Regions from separate parts of the Capra hircus genome. Here regions 2 and 3 are each linked to region 1. Evidence: chromatin contacts called from public Hi-C data. All regions are on one chromosome and are shown on one strand. Each heading gives the region's core, a stretch centred on a gene start, on an enhancer-like site or on the middle of the called end of the contact. The rest is flanking DNA. Distances are from core to core; before and after follow the strand shown.

Evidence for each region. Hi-C and Micro-C count contacts between places; a contact is called where the count stands out from the background.
Region 2: a contact with region 1 is called in a Hi-C map of blood, with 2.4 times the contacts expected there. The contact joins two enhancer-like sites. A contact is called at or near these places in 2 of 5 Hi-C or Micro-C datasets (both in blood).
Region 3: a contact with region 1 is called in a Hi-C map of blood, with 5 times the contacts expected there. The contact joins two enhancer-like sites. A contact is called at or near these places in 3 of 5 Hi-C or Micro-C datasets (blood and liver).

The regions. Positions count from the first base shown.
Region 1 is chr19:10,341,869-10,344,679 of ARS1.2, reverse strand. The region is part of intron 5 of VMP1 (vacuole membrane protein 1); the gene reads right to left. Among named protein-coding and RNA genes, the nearest start is that of VMP1, 42 kb to the right of the region's middle. Within about 2 kb of position 1,374, at least 2 of the 5 cell types and tissues checked have an H3K27ac peak or open chromatin away from gene starts, as enhancers often do.
Region 2 is chr19:10,426,493-10,429,297 of ARS1.2, reverse strand. VMP1 (vacuole membrane protein 1) reads right to left here. Exons shown (of 11, transcript XM_018064144.1): 11 at 1-946. The coding sequence ends at 757. Among named protein-coding and RNA genes, the nearest start is that of MIR21, 3.1 kb to the left of the region's middle. Within about 2 kb of position 1,482, at least 4 of the 5 cell types and tissues checked have an H3K27ac peak or open chromatin away from gene starts, as enhancers often do.
Region 3 is chr19:10,445,503-10,448,202 of ARS1.2, reverse strand. TUBD1 (tubulin delta chain) reads left to right here. Exons shown (of 9, transcript XM_018064143.1): 8 at 960-1,143. It overlaps LOC108638243 (a long non-coding RNA gene), which reads right to left. Exons shown (of 2, transcript XR_001919667.1): 2 at 1,259-1,605. Among named protein-coding and RNA genes, the nearest start is that of MIR21, 16 kb to the right of the region's middle. Within about 2 kb of position 1,377, at least 1 of the 5 cell types and tissues checked has an H3K27ac peak or open chromatin away from gene starts, as enhancers often do.

The DNA of each region.
Region 1 (2,811 bases), core at 125-2,624:
TGATGTGGTGATACTCTTAAGAGTTAATACATGAGTCATTCCTTGGGGAAAGACTCAGAGCTGATCATGCCCTCATCAAAAAAAGGGCAAACAGATCTTTTCTAAGAAGGGCCTGATGGTCTTCCCGCAAGAGCCCTGAGTCACTGCATACTTATAGCCAGAGTCATTATACCTATACAGAGCAATATTAGGTCACACTAGAACCTTCCTTTTGGCAATTTCTTCCCTTTTTTGTCTTACAGAGGGACAGACAGGTAAACTATGGAGCAATCATCAGAAGTCAAGCAGGAAAAAATGTGAAGAGGTTGGCTAACAATTTTTAAAAGAATTGTTCCAGCTCATGGCATTAAATGATTCCTATAATAGTTCTCTTATTGAAACTGCTTCACTATTTCACTTCAACCCATATCCATGCAGTTTTTCAAATAACATTTTCTTTAGGCAATAAGTAGCCAAGAGTCAAAAAGCTTAAGAAAGGCTTTATATGTATACATATAAAAGAGTACTACAAAGCACTATATACAAACGATGAGGCGCTTATTCACTAAAGGAAACAGGGCGCTACAGACAGAGAAGTTCTGCGAACATTTGATAGTAATCAAGACGCTGGACTTCTTAATACAATTTTTACCACATTTTAGCAGTGAAGCAACATTAAACTTTAAGGGAAAAGCAGACTTTTGCATTTTACACAGGGGCAAATATCTCACTACTTACTTTCCTTGTATTTACTATATAACAAACAGTCCCAATTTTTTTTTATTAAAATGGTCTTTGTTTATGTTTTCAAGTAGAATTCTTTATTCATTTATATCTTATTACCATATCTGATAACCACATTCTAAACTTACAGTTTTATGGCCATGGCTTCTCATGGTACTTAAAACACTCTTGACATTCACTGATTTTTAGATGCAATGTATTTAAACTACCAATCTTTATCTATAAAGTGATATTCTTAATCTAAAACAGTCGTTTAACACAACTGACTCATAAATACCATTCAGATGATAATGCCCTGATGGTATATCTTTTTGTAAAATCTGATCTACTTTACAATGTAACTAAATAGCTTCGAAACTTTTCTATGTTCTAATTGCCATCTAAATAAGGCAGTTCTAATGTGAAAATTCCTCCCGTTTTGATTCCCAAAGGTGAGGGAATTCAATGGTTAAAATAGATGACAAAGAGAAAAGGCATTTTGTACAATACATTCAGCCTTCTATTTACAGCTTACTATTTGAGAGTCTTTAAAAACTTTAAAGTGATTGTTGACAGTTTTTGTTCTCAGAGTTCTTTGTCTAAGAGCTGGCCTTGTTTTGAAAGGAACATAGGGCTTGGTAAACCTTTCTCCAGGAAACTGCTCCACCTAGTGTCAAAACTGTCTGTGTACACATTATCTGTAAATTCTTGCTGAAGGACTCATTCTCTTTGTTACTGTTAAACAGAACAGACTTTATAATCATTAATAGCATATGCAGTTTGTTGCTGCTGTCTGTCGCTAACTCGTGTCCAGCGCTTTTGCGACTCCATGGACTGCAGCCTGCCAGACTCCTCTGTCCATGGCAGTTCCCAGGTAAGGATACTGAAGTAGGTTGCTGCTTCCTACTCCAGGGAATCTTCCCAACCCAGGGACTGACCCTGGGTCTCCTATATTGGCAGGCGGATTCTTTACCACTGAGCCACCTGACAGTTGTTAAATCACCTTCTCTTACAACATTAGGAATAATAATGTACGTGCATATAAGGAGCATGTCTGAGATATATTTCTCATTATCAAGTTCCAATGTTCCTGCTTTTAAGCTGGTTGTTTACAAAATTACGAATCATATATCCTAGTAATGGGAATAATTCTAATGTGGCTACTGAAATTACCTTATCGCTTCTCCCAATTATTTGTAACAATCTAAATGTAATTCAAAAATTATTTATTTCTCAAATGATTGCAGGGTTGTAAAGGTTGTATTTTTACAACAGGCTGGTTCTGCACACATCAATGGTTTCAAACATGAGATCAGAACTAAATTTTGTTGTCATCAGGCAGCTCAACCGGAAGAAATTCTTTTACTTTTCTCTTCATGAAAAGTTGCCTTTTTTTTTTTAACCCCCTGATGGTCTTCCAGACCACTCAAGCACTTGCACAACTATAATTCTCTCCCAAAACGTCATGTTAAGTCTACTCTTATGACCTGGAAGAGAGAAGAAATCCTTTTTTGGCAAATGGAGAAATCAAATGCATAACATGTCACATAAAAATCCTTAGAGAGTAGTTAGTTCACTAAGGCTCCCGAGTTCAATATGCTTCTTCTGGTGTACTATCGTCATTCCATGAATTAGAGCCAGGGTTAGCAAACTACAGCCTGGGGTTAAACCCAGTCTGCTCTTTGTGTTTTTGAATAAAGACTGACTGGAAAACAGTCACATTCATTCCTATATACTGTTCCTGGGTGCTTTCTTGTTACCATGCCAGATCAGAGGAATTACCAAAGGGATTGCACGGCCTGCAAAGCCTAAAACATTTACTATTTGGCCCCTTTACAGCAAAAGTGCGGCCCCTGGGCTGTCATCGTTCCCTGGGCCAAATCACTATTAAGGTGAAAATTCTGACACATTCAAACACAGAGATACATCAAAGAAGTTAACAGCAGTCACCTTCTCTTTATTAAGCTGTTTTTACTCTGGGCATTATTTCCACTAGTAAATAAGCACTCAAGTTCTGAATCACCTGAAAGGAAACCTGCTACATACATGCTAAGACTAAAATAAATTTGTTAGTGGATTTCTGGAAATTAGTATCTAAGAGAAGAGGGC
Region 2 (2,805 bases), core at 233-2,732, 85 kb before region 1:
GGCAATGTTGAATATAGTTTAGAATGGGGTGTGAGGTCATTGCTTGTCTTTCACTACATCAAGTATTTGATTAAATTCTACTATCTGAAGTCACCATGGGGATACCTGTAGAGTAGTGTCAAGATAGTTTTATATATATTCTTGTTCCAATATTAGGAGCAGCTTTTAAAACATAAATGTTATCTATTTCTGGAGTTATGTTTGGTCAACTGAGGGCAGCAAAGGGCCACATAAAGCGTTGTAAGGCCATTAAAAAAAAACAACAAAAATAACCCTATGCTTCCTTCAAGTTCCCCATTTCAGGTTATTGCTTACTCATCCTCTCCTAGTCATTTCCTTTCTTTGCTACAGAACTGTTTATATAAAAGGCAGGCTTAAAGTTTTTAAGTTCAGTTATGTTAACAGCTTTGGTTTATATTTAAGAAAAAAATTATTTTCCCATCAATGAAAAGAAAAAGAGAGCAAAAATAGATATTCAAATGAACTCATTAAATCCAATATTTTGTTATGCTATAAATCTTAACTTTCTAATCCACTTGGAAAGTATTCTTGCTACTTATAAATAAATCACTGAAGATCAAGGCAATAACTCATTCTACATAACATATCCATTATTTTCCATTAGCCCAATGCTCGTTTTGGGGAGAAGTACAAAACAGAAGTTACATTTTTCTGCTTTAGACAAAGACATTTGCCAGTAGAGGGTACACAGAGCTTCAAACTTCTATTAAGCCTGACAAACCTCACTCTATTTGCCTAAAAATGCCAGTGAGTGCCGTGAATGTAACTGCAGCCTGAAACCGTGGGGGTGGGAAAGAGAAGAAAACCAGGGAAAAGTCTCACCTGCGGTGTGCCCATTTCGCTTCTGTGGTGAAGCTTCTGCCGCTGGGCCTCCAGGTATTCCTGGAATGGCTTCTGCAGAGATGGACCTATGCCGGGGACAGCACTGGAGGCGTGGTACAATAACCCCAGGAAAAAAGACACATTTGGGAAGAAAAGCAAGAAAGAATGTTAAAGGAAAATCCACTTACCGCCTTGACTCAAAAAAGCAGGGACTAGACAGAAAGAGGAAAAAACCCAACAACAATCAGCAGAGCTGGCAAAATCCTGTGAACTCTTCCCAATGGATAAAAATTCATCCTTTCACAACCCCTTACGGGAGACAACTCTCTCCCACCAACATGTTTAAGAAGGAAATAGGAGCTGAGAGTCTAGCAGAAGAGTTGGTTCTCTCAGAGTGAGGCGAGCTCAGCCGATGCTGCACACTGGTGTGGTACAAAGAGTAAAATGAATGACTTCTGAGAAGTCTCACATTTATCACCACCAGTTCCTGTAAGAACTGGTTTGAACCGATTAATAAGGAAATGACTTATGCTTGTGTCATCCCTGGTTGAAAAAGAAACTGCCCGCCCTCTCACTGACTTGTCCCATCTTCTCCGAGGAGGCGGTCCTTTCTCAATCCAAGTCCTTATTAGGACAATCTGTGCGTCATCCTTATCCAAAAAGAATGCATTAGCAAATTTGGGAGGCACCTCCTACCAGGCAGAAGTCAGTGATTAACAAAGGCACAAAGAAGGAACTATGAACCTTGAATCACGTCGTGGCTTATGGTGGATGGCTTGCATAGAAACTACACAACATTACTAAACAACTTGTTCTGAGATGACTGGGATAGTGATCGCTGATAAGTTTATGGACTCAGAGCTCCCTCTCACCTAGAATGTGCTCAGGCAGTGCTGTTAAACCGGTTTGGCAACTGTAGCTACCAGGCTCCCGATTTAGAAATGCTTGCAGGCATTTTAAAAAAACGGTAACTTGGGGCGACTTAGAAAACCAAACATCTCTACTTTCTATAACCTTTATTTTCTCATCTGTCATAACAGGGCTAAAAGCTAAATGAGCCCAGTCATTTTCCTGGGGCCAGCAAAGGGTATTTTATGTATTTGCAACAGTACCTAAAGTTCTCCTCTAAGCAAGTATTAATGTCACCACCTTTTTTCTAGAACAATTTCAGTTGCTGCTTTCTCTAACAAAAAGCAGGAGTACAGAAGAGAAATTTCTTGCTACTCTATTTACCAGAGGGTCACAAATACATACTCCTGGCTGACACTTTTCTCGGGTCTGTTAATGATCAACCAACAAGCCCTTAATAGAGTCCTTATTTTATATCCAAACTGTAATCGGTGCTATGGGGAGAGAAAAAAACTGCAAGAAGTGGTCCATGTCCAAGAACTCAAATCAATATTATATGGATTCAAAACACGCATGCGCACACACACACAGACACACAGACACACACACACGAACTCATTTGTGAATAAGAGAATTTATAAATCAGTAATAAATTTCTCAATTTTTTGGTACAGAAGACACATTCCAAAGAAACTGAAGGGAGAAAAGAGAGACCAGTGTGGGGTGAAGTTGTTTAAAAAGTCCTTTAAGGAATACTGAAAGATGTGTAAAAAGGCCTGAAGAGAGATATGTAGCAGAGGCAGTGACTTGCATGGATGATCCCAGAAGACCCGTAAGACAGATCTCCAAGATGGAGAAGTCTCCTTTCCTCTCACAGCCTTCTGTGTGGCCTCACGTGAGTATGGTAAACCAGCAGAGCTGTCTCTGAACTGTTTGCTGTTTTTCGGTAACGACTATTCTACAAAGGAGCAACAACAGTACAAACTTTCTCTTTAAAAGAAAGATTTTCCCTGGGTAGTTCTTTATATAATGCGTAAAAGAATGCAAATAGCGCATCCACTTACACTTGAAATAAACCACAGAAATATAAAAAAATCCAATGAAATAAATGTG
Region 3 (2,700 bases), core at 128-2,627, 100 kb before region 1:
ACGGCTGAGTGTGGCTTGGTGCGGCACGGTGGCAGCTGTGACATAAAGAGAGTCAGTCTCGTCCCTGTGTTGTTTAGTCCCCCAGTTGTGTCCGACTTTTTGAGATCCCATAGACTGTAGCCCACCAGGCTCCTCTGTCCCTGGGATGTCCCAGGCAAGAATGTTGGAGTGGGTTGCCATTCCCTTCTCCAGGGGATCTTCCCAACCCAGGGATCCAACCGGTGTCTCCTACGTCTCCTCCACTGAGAGGCAGAGTCTTTACCACTGAGCCATGAGGAAAGCCCCTGTAACACCCTTAAATAAAAGAGTAGTAATAATTAAGAAGAGATCATATCAAGTCGATCAGATGCGGTACTTTCTTCCTATTCTTCATTTTAGATTTTAAAATAAGAGAATTAATAAAAGGACATGTAAAGTAATCTAACTTTTAAAAATTTGCCCACAGGAAATGATGCAGGTACATAGAGGTGTTCTTTCAAAGATATTCATTGCAGTATCTTTCACACTGATAGAAATGTGGGAACAACAAAACGCCCAGCAGTAGGAAATGTGTTAAGTAAATGATATGTTCATAGAAGCTTTTAAAAATATGGGTGATATTTATTGACATGGAAAAGAGGTTCACAACGTATTGGTGGATGGAAAATACAAATCACATAAGAGCATGCGTGTAAAATTCCAATATAAGAGAGGGTCAGCAGACTGTTCATAGTCATTATTTCTGGGTGGTGACATTTCAACTGTTGAGTTGACTTAAATTTTCTTCTTAATACTTCTCTGAATGGTGTGAATTTTTTTAATAATGATGAACATGGATCATTTATCCAAAAGCAATATAAAGCTAGTTTTAAAAAGGCAATACAAAAGACTTCTGGTGAAATGGAAAAGAAAGTGTTTATTAATTTGTTGCCAAAATTAATGATTTGTGATATAAACAATGGCTTGTTGTTTTACTCTAGGAGCATTTAAAGATCCAGCTCTCTATACTTCCTGGTTAGAGCCTGTGCACGCTTTCAATGTGTGGAAAACCCAGCGAGCCTTTAGGAAATATGAGAAGTCTGCAGCCTTGGTCAGCAATAGCCAGTCCTTAGTAAAACCACTTGATAGGATTGTGGGCAAAGCATGGAATATGTTTGCTTCAAGGTAAGCACAAAAGAAATCTACAAACCTTTCCTAACCTGAGGCAGATAACTGCTAGGCAGGTTCTGGAGTGTCTTAGTCTGTTTGGGCTGCTATAACAAAAATAGCATAAAGTGGGTGGCTTATAAACCACAGAAGTTTATTTCTGAAGGCCGGGAATTCCAAGAGTAAGGTCCCAGCAGATGCGACGTCCAGTGAAGGCTCACTTCGTGGTTTGCAGACGGCGTCTTCTTGCTGTGTCCTGAGCTGGCGGCAGAGGCGAAGGAGCTCTCGTGGGCCTGTCACCGCACTCACGAGGGCTCCACTGTGGTGAGAATCTCAGTCCCGAAGGCCTTACCTCCTGATATCAGGACCTTGAGAGTTAGGGTTTCACCGTGTAAATTTGGGGGGAACACATTCAGACTGCCATGGAGTGAGCACTTTGTAGGTATGAAACTTTGAACACGTTACTTCTGGCTTCCTTTCCTGTATGATGGATCCAAAAGAGAGGATATGTGTGGTGAAGGTTAAAATGAGATAATAATGTGGAAAAACACCTAGGCCGGTGCCTGACTAGTAAATGCTCAAGAACTGTTCCATAGTAATTTTCCAAAATTAGATCCTTGAGAATGGACGAGATCCTGATTTGCTCAGTGAGAAGGATATAGCAAGTTCAGCTCCACCTGATACTATGAAATGTCTGCCTGATGTGAAGAATTGCGTTAGCGGGCTCCCTGCCCTCTGCCACAGTTACTTAATGTGGCAGCAGAACTCCTAGATGACTGGATAAGCCTGTGCTTGGATTAGCCAGGATTCCCAGGGGTCTCCCCTCCTGTACCTGGCCATTCCCTGAACCCCCCTCCTCAGGACTGTGCGCTTTCTGTTTAGTTCTGGCCTAGTTCCCGTCCCACTGCCATTAAATGCTAGCAGCTGTTTTCACTAATTGAATTCATGTCCGCCCTTGATATTCTAATGTGATTTCTCCTTCTACAGAACATTTTGAGGGGCTGGGGCTATTAACAGGATCATCTGGCTTAAGTGCAAGTTAAGTGTTGTCTGAAAAACACTCGGGAGGCTTCATTTCATTCCTAGAACCGGACCTGTGTGTTTCTGCAGTTTCACACCTTAGATAAGACTTCCCAGGCACTTCTCAAGAGTTTATACTGAACCCAGTCATCTCCTCTGGGGTGTTGAATATGTGCTGGGTAGACAGCCAAATCTGAACACACTTTTTTTTTCCCTGTGTGCTTTTTTTTTTTTTTGGCCACGCCTGGCAGCTTGCTGGTTTCTTAATAATAGTTCCCCAGCCAGGGATGAAACCCTGTGAAAGCTCCGAGTCCTAACCATCGGCAGGCGTGCATCCACGCTCAGTCCTGTCCAGTTCTTCATGACCCCAGGGACTGTAGCCCACCAGGCTCCTCTGTCCATGGGATTTTCCTGACAAGAATACTGGAGCAGGTTGCTATTTCCTCCTCCAGGGGATGTTCCCAACCTAGGGATCTAACTCATGCCTCTTGCGTCTCCTGCATTGACCGGCGGACTCTTTACCATTGAGTCACCTGGGAAGGTCCCCTAACCACT